Linked DNA regions of Mus musculus: region 1 is linked to region 2. The links are chromatin contacts, called in public promoter capture Hi-C maps. All regions are on one chromosome and are shown on one strand. The core of a region is the stretch at or near the end of the contact, and the rest is flanking DNA. Distances in the headings are between cores, read along the strand shown.

Region 1 (6,259 bases), core at 1,068-3,567, 110 kb before region 2:
AATCATATAAAAGTCTTTTTGGGGAAAAAGATTTGCAGCATAATGCAGGGGAAGCAGGTGGATACTGTGTTAGCATTCTGTCTAAGCTCCACCCCACAGTTACCTGGCAAAAGCCAGGTATGCTCCTCCCCATAATTACCTGACAACAGCCAGGTAGGCCTGACCCACTATAAAAGGGGCTGCTTGCCCCCTTCCCTTTTCTTGCTTCTCTCTCTTGCCTCTTGTTCTCTTGCTCCCTCTTGCTTCCTCTTGCTCCCCCTCTCTCCCCATTCCCCGCCCCCCAACATGGTCATGGCCGGCCTCTACTTCTCTACTCTCTCCCTCTCTCTGCCTTTCTCTGCCTCTACTACCCTCTTAACTCCCCTTCCCATGCCCTGAGTAAACTCTATTCTATACTATACTGTTGTGTGGCTGGTCCTTCAGGGGCAAGGGATGCCTCAGCATGGACCCACTGAGGCACCCACACCCTTTCCCCATACCTCACCATACCCCCATATAACATAACCCCTAACTCTTTATCTTTTTATAAACACATCACACTGCCTGACATTAAGCGATGAAATATTTATCCCTGAATTGGGGTAAAGCCCACTTCACACATTCTGACATGTGTGCTGAGGAAGGCACAACCTTGTTTTGTAGGATTGCAGTCAGATGCAACTCAGGTGAGGAGAGCTACAATGGAAGAATCATAAATCCCAAACCTGAGCTGCAGTTTGCAAAACAACTGGCTTGGATGCTTCAAAACTGCCGCTGCCATGCAGAGAAGTCTGAAATCCTGTAGGTTAAAGGAGATGGAGCAGATCTGACTACTATATACAGTGCACGATTCTCTGTTGGATTTAAAGAGAAACTGGCTCTAAAGGATACTGTTTGGATAATCAAAGAAAGTTTGTTACTTATGTATAGGCAACTATAATACGCTGAAGTTAGGCTTGTGTCATAACTCCCCTGTGAGTTTGTGAAGGGAACATCTTGGGTTTTAGCAGATTTTTATGTTCCTGTGCTCATGGGTACTTACCTGGTATTTGTAGTTTCACGATATGCACAACGGATTCTGAGAGAGGAAGCGAGGAGTGCATGATATTGTATTTAGAGCATATTAATTCCAGAGTGTTAGGGAAAGAGAAAGAAGGTGTGAGAACACATGGGAGTGGGAGAAAGAGACAGACTTGAAGAATAAGGAAGATGTGAGGAAGAGACAACGTTTTATCTCCAGCCGAGCTGTCCAGCCTCAGATGGAAGGACAGAGGTTTCCTCCGTGGTCCCAGCATAGAAGCCAAGACTGGAGCCCCAGAGCTTCATCTGTACTAGGCTGTGTCCACAGCACCTACAGTCCCAGCACTGAGGTCTAATGGGTCCCGTGTGTGAATCACTGACCTGTTCGCATGCAGCCCACTGTCACCAACCACCACTCGGGCACTCGGGGCAGAATCAAGGCCAGGTGATCTCCTTGCTGCAGGCCACAAATCTGCTCAAAGACGTTGGCAGTGCGACAGGTGAGGTCCCTCAGCTTCCTGAAGCTCCACTTTATTTCATCTCCTTGGCCATTCACCCACCAAAAGGCTGGACTTGGTCCTCTCTTGCCCTCCTAGGTAAGATTAGATACCAAACTTCACTCCTGCTTTCAGGGACGAGACAACCCACTTCCATAGTCACATTCCAGTGTGAGTCTAGTATAGTGAGATCCCATCTTAAGACATTGATAGACTCCAGAGAAGTAGGGAATGACTTGGGGGCTACCCCCTAACTAAGTCACATGTGACCACAAATACTCTTCAAGCTTTCCACTGAAGACAAACAATTCTGCCTCTCCTTTTGTCCGTTCTAGGTTCATTTAGGTGATTTTTCTCTCTTTGCCTCAGTTTTTCCTTCTATGTAATGGATTCAACAATATTGCCTAAACAACAGTAAGCTTTAGATAAATAAACCATATTAATAGTGTTTGGCACAAAGTATTTGCTCAATAAAATAGTATCATGGAAAAAGGAAAGAGGGTGAAGTCATAGCTAAATATTTAGGTAACATTTTAAAAGGTATTACTAGTGGTAGGACGTGAACACAGAATAGAAGGAACCTACTGGTCCTTGTTTCCTCACAGAAATATCAAACAATAACAGATTGCCCAAAGTAGCTCTGTGAGAACCTTAGAAATCAGTGAAGGGCCTGCAACAGTTGAGCAGCTAAAACCACTCTCAGAATGCAGGGTATTTTGTGTCATTCTTTCTTGTCCTTTCTTGCCACACCTTTGGTGTGGTGCAGTGCAAACAAGGGGAAGCCACCCAACTCCAGGTGCATGGAGAAGGCTGGAACTTGTTTGCAGTGTCCTGACCTATTCAGGAGACACTGGGTGAACTGCTTTCTCTCCTGCCTGATTTGAAGGTCATAGGGGAATGCCATCATAATTTGACTCTCAGGGTGGTTATCTCTGTGTGGGTAGCAGGGTCTATGGTGTATAAAGACTGGTGAGCACCTATGGCTGAGATGTGATAGAGCAAGGAACACAATAGAACTGCCAAAGCCACAAGAAGCAGCAGAGGTGAATTCTTAAAAGGGAACTGTAGTTAGTAACACTGGCCATGTAACTGTGAAAACTGGAACAGGAGGAAAGGATACAGAAAGGACCAGGGAAGGCAAATGTCAGGAAGGCTGCAGATGACATGGAGCCCTCAGCTAGCCACATTAGTGACAGCCTTCCTTTCTTGAGTTATCTGCATGACTGAAAAAGGGGGGACTTCTTCATCCACATGTCCAACATTCAATCAATTACCACAGGTATACAAAAAACAAACAAAAACTAGAGAGATGCCATCGATTCAAAGGGACAAAATCGATCCCCCCTCCCCAAAAGAAACTCAAGCTGTATGGACTTTGTCTATTAGACAATATTTATTTTTAATATCTGTGTTCAATTTACTCAAACAGCTAAAGAAAAACACAAAGATCAAAAGGAGATCAGAAACAGTACAAATGAATCCAATGGAAGTATCAATAGAGGAGTAACCTTTTAAAAGAGGGATAAGTTAAAGTCTAGGACCCAGAATGTAGTAATTGAATAAGCATGCAGTAGAGGGGCTTGCCAGGAGATTCAACAGGCAGAAGAAACAAATGGATGAAGGTGAGTGTAGGTCATCTGAAATTGTTGCTCATGAAGAACAAGAATGAAGAAACCTGCAGGCTTTCCAGACCCATGTGTAGTCTGGGAGTCTTAGGAGAAGACACAGCTGTTCATCTTATCTGAAGAAACAATGGCCCCAAACTGCTAAGTTTAAGGAAAGACCTAAATAATCTAATACAAACAGCTCAACACCTCCAGGGGAAGCCCAATGAGACCCATGGGAATTGTAATTTATTTACACAGGAAGGCTGGAAGCACAGGCCTGATCTTGAGTGTCTGAAAGAACAGCAACTAATGGTGTCCAAGACCAAGAGACCCTTGAGGAGCTTGTCCTTGACTGTCACATTCTTTTTGTAAGGTAAGAGGACCTGAGATCATATATTTGAAGTGGGGAGGGAGAGGGAGAGGGAGAGGGAGAGGGAGAGGGAGAGGGAGAGGGAGAGGGAGAGGGAGAGGGAGAGGGAGAGGGAGAGGGAGAGGGAGAAATAGAGCCCCAATAATAGCCAATTACTTAACATTTTTTTTTAAATGTGAGGGAGAAATTTAAATATTCACAGAGAATTTGAACAGGAGGGGTCCATCACTTCCAGACCTGCCTTACAAGAAATTCCAGGAGTCTTCACCTTGAAATGAAAGGAAGTGGACATTAACAAATAGGAAAACACATGTTTTCTTATTAACATGGAGACACTTATAAGACTATGATATCATTATTGGTATATTTTTGGCTTGTAACTTCACCTATTATTTAAAATAATGTCATGTAATTATTTATTTACTTATTTGTGTGTGTGTGTGTGTGTGTGTGTGTGTGTGCACGTGCATGCACACTCAGGAGTTTACAGTTGTGCATGCTGTAGTGTGAATTTCAGAGGACAACTTTCAGGAGTGGATGTTTTCCTACCATGTGGATCTTAGGGACTGAACTCTAGTTGTCAGGGTTGGCAGCAGCCGGGGCCTTTACCTGCTGAGTCATCTCACTGGCCTCTACTTTTATTCTTTAATTATATTTAAAAGACAATGATAAACCCACATTAAAGTGTGTACAAAAGAAGTGGAATTTGTGACATCAGGAATCTCAGGTTGGGGTTGAATGGGGCAGAGCTGTGGGGAGAGAGAGTTTCTAGTGTGATTGAGGACAAGCTTTTCAAAGTTAAAAATAGACTCTGGTTGCTACAGAATGTTATATGCAGTCCTCATGGTAAGCACCAGGAAAATATCAATAGAATATACACAAAAGAAATGGGAAAAAAAGGCACAAATGTCGTCATAGAATATTCAATTAGCATAAAGTAACAGCACGAAGGAAGTAACAGAAAATGGCAGGAAAAATTGAGCATTGTGTATCTCATTTACTCTCCTATCCCCATGCTGGGTGCCAATCAAAATTTAATTCTATGAATGAACAAATGAGTGGAGTGTGTAAGAGGCAGAATACAAACAAGCTGATGGGAATGTGGCCTCTCCTGAATAGATTTGGGGACTGCTTCAGGACTCCAACTCTAACTACTGTAACTGTAACTATAACTAACTAACTAACTAACTGACTGACTAACTAACTAACTAACTAACTAAATATATGTATAGACACATTGTCAGTTTGGGGCAGTGCTGTTGATTGGACCACAGATCAGTTTCAGAGCGATGCTTGCTAGTGATTCACAGGAGATGCTGCAGAAAGCAGAGGCTTCACGGGAGTGCTGACACGGACAGACCCCATGCTCACTCATCCTATCAGTGCATATTGACAGACTACTGTGTGAGGCTCCAAAGTCACAACAGGCTAATGGTGAGTGGTCTGAATTAATCATGATCTCATGACAGATCCAAGATATTTGAATATTAATGGGATAGGAAAGCTTGTAAATGGGAGTGGTGATTGGAGATACAGATGAAATGGCAGTGACCACCTATGATGTTATGAAATCCAGCCATCCTGGACTTTCCTATAAGATGATTTACTTGGTTGTTAATCCCATAAGCTCAACGTTTTATGGAGAAAACACGGATCAAGCTAACACCACTGTCTCTTTATCACTGTGTTCTTCTTTCCCAACCCAGCTCATGCTTCCAATGCTCTTAACTACATTTACAATCTGAGCAATGAAGAAAGCCCAGGTTCTTTCCTGTCTGGGCCGGTGCTGTGAGCAGACCTTGGACACAAACTCTGCAGCCAGTCCCACAACAACCAGAAGAAGCTCCACTCACAGGTGCTCTAACATGACCAGGAACACAGAATGCCAGGATCCCAAGATCCCAGGATCGCAGAAACTTGGTCACACCAGAATCTCAGTGTCCCAGAGGCAGCTTGACTCCCAGGAGCTCTTACACAACCAGGATCTCAAGATCACAAGATCACAGAGACAGTTGGACTCTGAAGAGTTCTGACACAACCAGAATCAGAGGAAGGACAGGCTCCAGTTAGATATAGTGAGGGCAGGTAGCACTAGAGATAATCAGAGGCAAACATAAGAACATAAGCAACAGAAACCAAGGATACTTGGCATAATTGGAACCCAATTCCTCAACCATAACAAGTCCTGGACAAACCAGAAAATCTAGGAAAAACATCAGGGGTCATAGATGTAAGCATCACCAACAGAATACAAGAGATAGAATAGAGAATCTCAGGTGCAGAAGATATCATAAGAAATATTAGCACAACAGTTAAAGAAATTGCAAAAGCTCCTAACCAAAAACATCCAGGAAATCCAGGACAAAATGAGAAGACCACACCTAAGTATAATAGGTATAGAAGAGAGTGAAAATTCCCAACTTAAAGGGCCAGTCAATATCTTCAACAAAATTATAGAAGAAAACATCTCAAATCTAAAGAAAGAGATGCCTATGAACATACAAGAAGCCTACAGAACTGCAAATAGACTGGAGCATAGAGAAATTATTCCTGTCACATAATAATCAAAACACCAAATGCACAAAACAAAGAAAGAATATTAAAAGCAGCAAGGGAAAACATTCAGGTATAAAGTCATAGCTGTCAGAATTACACCAGAATTTTCACCAGAGACTATGAAAGCTAGAAGATCCTGGGCAGATGTCATACAGACCTTAAGAGAACACAAATTCCAGCCCAGGCTACTACACCCAGCAAAACTCTCAATTACCATAGATGGAGAAATC
Region 2 (5,883 bases), core at 717-3,216:
GAGACCATCCATTCACAGCCCAGTTCTTAAAACTTAGGCCTTCAAGGGGATCCCCCAATGACAGTAATTTTGCTGTTTTAAAAGCAATCAACATGCGTTTTATGTGTTTGTGTATATGGATTGTGTATGTGTTTTTAGATACACATGTGTGCTTAGGTGTGTGTGTTTAGGTGCATATGGAAGCCTTGACTGTTGTTTTTTTAGGCACTGCCCCCCCCCCTTTGAGGCAAGATCTCTCATTGTCTTATAACTGATCAGTTAGGCTATGCTGGCTGGCCAGTGCACCCCAGGAGTCCTCCTGTCTCCAGCTCCTCCATATAGGTTCTGGGATAGAATTAGGCCCTCATATTTGCAGGACAAAGATTTTGTTGACTGAATTATCTCCCTAGGTTCTTAACCCACTTCTTAACTGTTTCAACTGGTAAATAATTACATAGCCACTGGTATGTTTCAACTGGTAAATAATTAGAGGCCACAGTGGGACATTTCAGCTAATTTGTGCAGTATATGACGTCATCTCAAACAGCTCAACTCTGCCCAGTAGAACCAAAATGCTAGCCACACATGCCACACAGAGATTTATAGCACTGAGATGCAGGGAAGTAAAAAGGAAACAAATTAGATAATATATATGGTACTTAGCCAGGCATGTGAACAACATATCACTTGTCTTTTGTACCGAGACTGCAAGCAGAGTGTGCACTTGAGGCTAACACAACAGCTAGGTTTCTTAAGTGCCAGGAGCTGCCAGTGGTCAGAGCTGTTTTAGGGCCTTGCTGTTCAGGGGATAGGACCTTAGAGCATGAGTGGTCCCCAGAGCTGTGCCTTGGCTCCCACCTGTGAGTGTGACTCTGCATGTTCACAGGATCCCAGAGATATCTGTAGCCTGGGGACACTTTCAGTTTCAGTCCCTTGGGGCAAATTCCTCTAGTGATAACAGAACAGGGTAACAGTAAGACAATGATAATAGTTTAAACAGCAGGAAAGGCCCATTCCCACAACCACTGAAGGCTGACTGTGCACAGAGCATATTGCGAAAACAAAAACAAAAAACAAAAAACCCAACAACAATTTCACATCAATAAATTGCCCATGCACCTGAAACTATCCATGCTTTTGTAAGTAACTCTAATTAAACTCACTGGGTTCAGGAAATAATAACTTAAAAAACCAAAAATGCCAGAGAGGGACTAGTTGAGAAGGAGGAAGAGGGAGAGGAGGAGGAGGGAGAGGAGGAGGAGGAGGAGGGAGAGGAGGAGGAGGAGCAGGAGGAGGAGGAGGGCATCAGTGGGGATGGAAAGGGACAAAGAGTGGAAACGAGGATGATTAGGATGAAAACACATTTTATCCGGGTCTGAAAAGCCTCGCTGAAACCCATTATTGTGTATAATAACATAAGCGCTCGATCAACGGTAAGAACTACACAAAAAGCTTTTCATGAAGCCCTGTGACAACTCTCTCCCAAATTCTACTTTCCTCATTAGAGGAGGCGGCTTAGAAGGGAAACAGTTACTTCCGACTCTCACTTTCCAGAAAAGTCTAGGTTCAGCCTTTGGCTCGTAGCCACTAACACCGGGTTTAGAGCCTCGGATCTCCCGGACATCGCTCCTGTATTCTGCCTCACACACACCCGTTTCTTTGACTCTTCCCTTCTTGATGGCTGACCTCCACAGCCTTCAGGTCTTTCCTGACAATTTCCTAAGGTCACATTGTGCCATTCCTATCCTTGATTTAATCCCCAAAGGTCTCTGGGTAGGTGGCACGTGCCAGTGAAGGGTTTCTTGCTCAGTTACCTTGTTTTAAAATCTGAGGTACACAAAAGGCATCTGCGTTTCACTGCAGCAGCAAGGCAGACCTAAAAGCTCCTGAGAAGATTTCCCCAGAAGCGATGAAGGCAGGATTGGGACAGGGAGCTTTAGCCCCAAGCACAGCCTGGAGAAAACAGGGTTAGAAGTCAGCAGCTTCAAGTTTCAGAGGGTCAGGACACTGTGAGCTGGTGAAAGCAGCTCCCTGCCAGGGTTTCCCAGGCAAACAGTGCCTGCAAGATAAACCTTGGCCTGGAGTCAGCCTGTTAGGGACTGGCACACTAGTACACGTGCTCCCTGGAATTCAAATGAGAGCTTTATGCTGCTTTAACAGAAAGGACAATAAACCAGATCCTATCTGTTTTTCACCTGAATGCCCCCTTCTGCACCCCCAATACCCTTTGCCCAGGGCTTAAAGATAAAAAATGTGACCCTGAAGGAATAGCTTGGCAAAGGATGTGAGCAGGATTCTTTGAACGAATAAAATGGCTCTTGGATGGGGGCCAAGGCAGGACAATTACATAAATTTACTGGAAAGAAAAAAAAACTGGATATTACCTAAATAAAGCTGTTGAGATCAAATAGAAAGCTTTCTAATGCTCCCTACTTCCTCAAGGGTTAAAGCCAAAGCTGTGATATGGGTGCATGGCAGGCAGGCAGGCTGCTTCTTTGAGAACAGCAGCAAAAAACCATCCTGATCCACAGCCATTGGGATGCCATTAGTGTAGCTATCACCAGAACCAGCTTCCGAAGCTCCCACAGGTTAATTTGTGCTCCACCCCACCCCGTAATTGTTTCCAGCACAGTGCAGCTCCATGCCTGAGTCTTCCTGCCCAGATGCCCCTTCTACACGGTATCCTACCTTAAAGTCTCACATGGAACAGCCCCGGGACTCCCTCAGACCAGAACTGTCTCCACCAGCAGTCTTTTGCCACTCCTCCTCTGACCACCATTCCTCCCTCTCTAGGACGGGCCCCTTTCTAATGCTGTGTAGTTTTAGTTGCTGTGTAGTTTTAGTTAATTCCCAGTGTGTCTCCCCTTCACACAGGCACATCAGGACACGTGGGTGTAGATTTGGGATCCTCTGCACTCTGGCACTCCTGCACTCAGAATACTCCTTCATTTGGGAGAGGTCGTGATTCTTTGTTGAGTCCTCAAGTAGCAAAGGTGAAGATTCATTTAATATTTTTTCACTGCCAGATACTGTGTTGGGGTTTTCCATGGGTAATAAGTTCAAAGTGATTTCTGTGTTTTGCTTTTTTTATTGTATGTATGTATGTATGTATGTATGTATGTATGTATGTATGTATTTTTGGATAAAATCTAACCTGACAAAGTCCCCATACCCCAGCACAGGACCTCAGAGCATTGTTCTTAACACTAGAGGGGGATGAGGGGTTGTCACACAGGCTGTGTAGCAATCATACGCCATGTTCCTCCTCTGATCTCGTCAGGTCAACCAGGCCCATGTCCACGTGAGCAGCATTTCTTTCTCCCTGACTGCCTTGGCCACAGTGTCTTCACTGGGTCCTAGGCAATAAGCCCATGCCTGAATTTGCAGCAGTTTCTAGAGATATGTTCTACACACCCAGATATATGGACAAATGAGCTATCTTCAGGTGATAGAATTTCAATATCCCTGTGTCTGTCAGTATTTGATAAGAGCTGGGGCAGCAGAAAGCTGAAGGGTGAAAACTCTGGCCATAACAATGACACACTAATCATACAAACAGCCTTTATTTTAATAATATTTCCTGGGTGCCTAGTATATACTAAGCAAAGGAAATGACATGTAATTCAGGAGACAATTAAGGCCCAAAACAGGGTGAGGCTGTTAGCATTTGATACAAAGTGATTGGGAAAGGGGCAGCCGGGAAAGACATGTCCCTAGGCTTTAAAGAAGCCAAGAGAAGTCTTGAGTATTGCTGGGTAAAGAGCTTCCTGACCAAGGAGACTGCAACTCTAAGGCCCTGAGGTAAGAAGGTGGGCATCACCTTCTTACTCATTTGAGGAAGAAGGAAGAGGTTCATGTGGCTGGAAGACAGCTAAGGAGAGGAACTTAGAAGGCCTGGAGTGTGGCTCCACAGTGGAAGTGGCAAAGCACTGCTAAGTATGTGCGAAGCCCTGGGTTTTCTTCCCAGTGCTTCCAGAGGGAAAGGAAGGGTGGATGAGGGGAGGGAAAGGAAGAGAAGGGGAGGGGAGAGGGGAAGAGAAGAGGACAGGACAGCAAGTGCAAAGGAAGGCAGGGGAGGGGAGGGGGGAAAGGGAAGAGAAGGGGAGGGGAGGAAAAAGAAGAGAAGAGGAGGGGAGGGGGAAGAGAAGAGGACAGGACAGCAAGCGCAAAGGAGGGCAGGGATGGGAAGGGGGGAAAGGGAAGAGAAGGGGAGGGGAGGAGAGGGGATAGGGGAAGAGAAGAGGACAGGACAGCAAGTTCAAAGGAGGGCAGGGGAGGGGAGCGGGAAAGGGAAGAGAAGGGGAGGGAGGGGAGGGAGGGGAGGGGAGGGGAGGGGAGGGGAGTGAAGGGAAGGGAACGAAAGAGAAGGGAGGTGAGCAAGGGAGAGGAAGAAAGGGAAGTCTAAGAGACCAACAGTAGTGGAGGTGGGAGAGAGTGCTTACTGCCTTCCATATACTCAGCTTCTCATTTTGCACCCATCAGTTTGTTTAACCCTTTCTGTACACAGTGAATGTCACCGTATTGAACAGTCGAGAAAACCAAGCCTCAGAAAGAGGAAACACCATGTTTAAGGTCATGTGGGTTAGGACAGTGCTAAGATTCGAACACCAATCCACAGCCAGCCAGCTTCCTACAGTCAGTTTGGCTTCTGGTCCTTGGTGTCCATGGGTACACGCTTTGAACAGGGCTGCTAGGCTGGGCCCCTCTTACTCAACAATGGCCCATTCTTCTAAAGCTCCCTCACCTGGCCCTCTAGAATCCCAGAACTCAGAACATAGTTTCAGAGGCAGCTGTGACCTCCATGTGCTCAAGCAGGAACTCCCTTTCTGCTCCTGGGTTTCTTGGGCTCACTCATTAGCAGACAGGTCCTGCTCTCAACACAAGAGGAAACTTAAAGCCTTCTCCTCAGACTTCTGCACCCTCCCTGATTGCCACAGGGCTGACTGCCCCAGCTCCATGTGGCCTGACAGCCCCGAAAGTAATCCAGCTGCTTGCAGGTATGAGCTTGCCAAATAACACCACTCTCTGATTGACAAGCCTGCCTTGGTGACCTTCCTTTTGTAGGGTGTATTATATATTAAAGATGCAACACATTAGGGCCAGTACAATGGCTTTATAGGAGCAGCATGACCCCACCCCAGACCTGTTTGGATTTAGACCCAAGCATTAGTATTTGTAAACAAACAGAACAAAACTCTTGTAAAAACCTTACTGTTTAGTTGTTAATTGACCCACTAAAATAGGACTTGGGGCTTGTAGTAAGAATTAAACGAGGCCATCCATACACTCACTATTCACGGAGCATCAAAACAGGTCCAGGCGTGGTTCTAGGAGGTGGAGAAGCAGCTATGAACAATGCTATTTGTGCATTATCTGAAATCTTAGCGCTTGGGAGGTTGAGGTGGGAAGATCATGAATATCTAATCAGCTTGGCAAAAACAAACTGGAATATGAAATAAACACGGGTGCTTGGGGGGCCAGTGTGCTCCAGATGGAGGTGAATGAGGCCGGGTGGCTTGAGAAACCTTCCCTCCTGAGAGCTGGTATCTGAGCTGGGGTGGCCTCTGGTGTCCATGGTACATACTCTCAGCAGGGGCTTCAACACTCAGCTCTGGATGATCAGGAGTGAGATAAATAAGTCCTAGGCAGAGGCAAAGTCCTGGGTGGAGTTGGGGAGGGGCCTAGGTCACAGGGCATTAAGGACAAGGTCTAGAGACACTGCAGCCAAGAGACTAACACAAGGTTTTGGATGATTCATGCTGACAGATCATGGGAACCTTTCCAGAAAGAGAAGCAAGTTGGTCTAGTTCATATTAAAAATGGTGGTCTCTAACTGCTGTGAGTGTGTGTCAGAGGACTGAGGAATATAAAGAATAGATGACCAGCAAGCATCACATGGTCTGG

Evidence for each region. Promoter capture Hi-C pulls out the DNA fragments that hold promoters and counts their contacts.
Region 1: a contact with region 2 is called in a promoter capture Hi-C map of liver. The contact joins the enhancer-like site here to the promoter of Acsm5 in region 2. A contact is called at or near these places in 6 of 39 promoter capture datasets (cranial neural crest, embryonic stem cells, epiblast stem cells and 1 more), 8 of 484 Hi-C or Micro-C datasets (liver and nephron progenitors), 6 of 115 datasets of contacts at active chromatin or transcription factors (hepatocytes, intestinal villus epithelium, kidney and 1 more) and 4 of 9 other capture datasets (adipose tissue, embryonic stem cells, liver and 1 more).

Annotation. Positions count from the first base shown.
Region 1 is chr7:119,628,394-119,634,652 of GRCm38.p6, reverse strand. Acsm1 (acyl-CoA synthetase medium-chain family member 1) reads right to left here. Exons shown (of 14, transcript NM_054094.6): 3 at 1,381-1,591. It overlaps Gm19950 (a long non-coding RNA gene), which reads left to right. Exons shown (of 4, transcript XR_869907.2): 2 at 3,362-3,476; 3 at 4,748-4,907; 4 at 5,180-6,259. Among named protein-coding and RNA genes, the nearest start is that of Gm19950, 11 kb to the left of the region's middle. Within about 2 kb of position 2,317, at least 3 of the 459 cell types and tissues checked have an H3K27ac peak or open chromatin away from gene starts, as enhancers often do. A contact at or near this core is called in hepatocytes and liver, where this site is marked.
Region 2 is chr7:119,522,348-119,528,230 of GRCm38.p6, reverse strand. It overlaps Acsm5 (acyl-CoA synthetase medium-chain family member 5), which reads right to left and starts at 1,966. Exons shown (of 14, transcript NM_178758.3): 1 at 1,794-1,966. It overlaps Pdilt (protein disulfide isomerase-like, testis expressed), which reads left to right and starts at 4,749. Exons shown (of 12, transcript NM_027943.1): 1 at 4,749-4,976.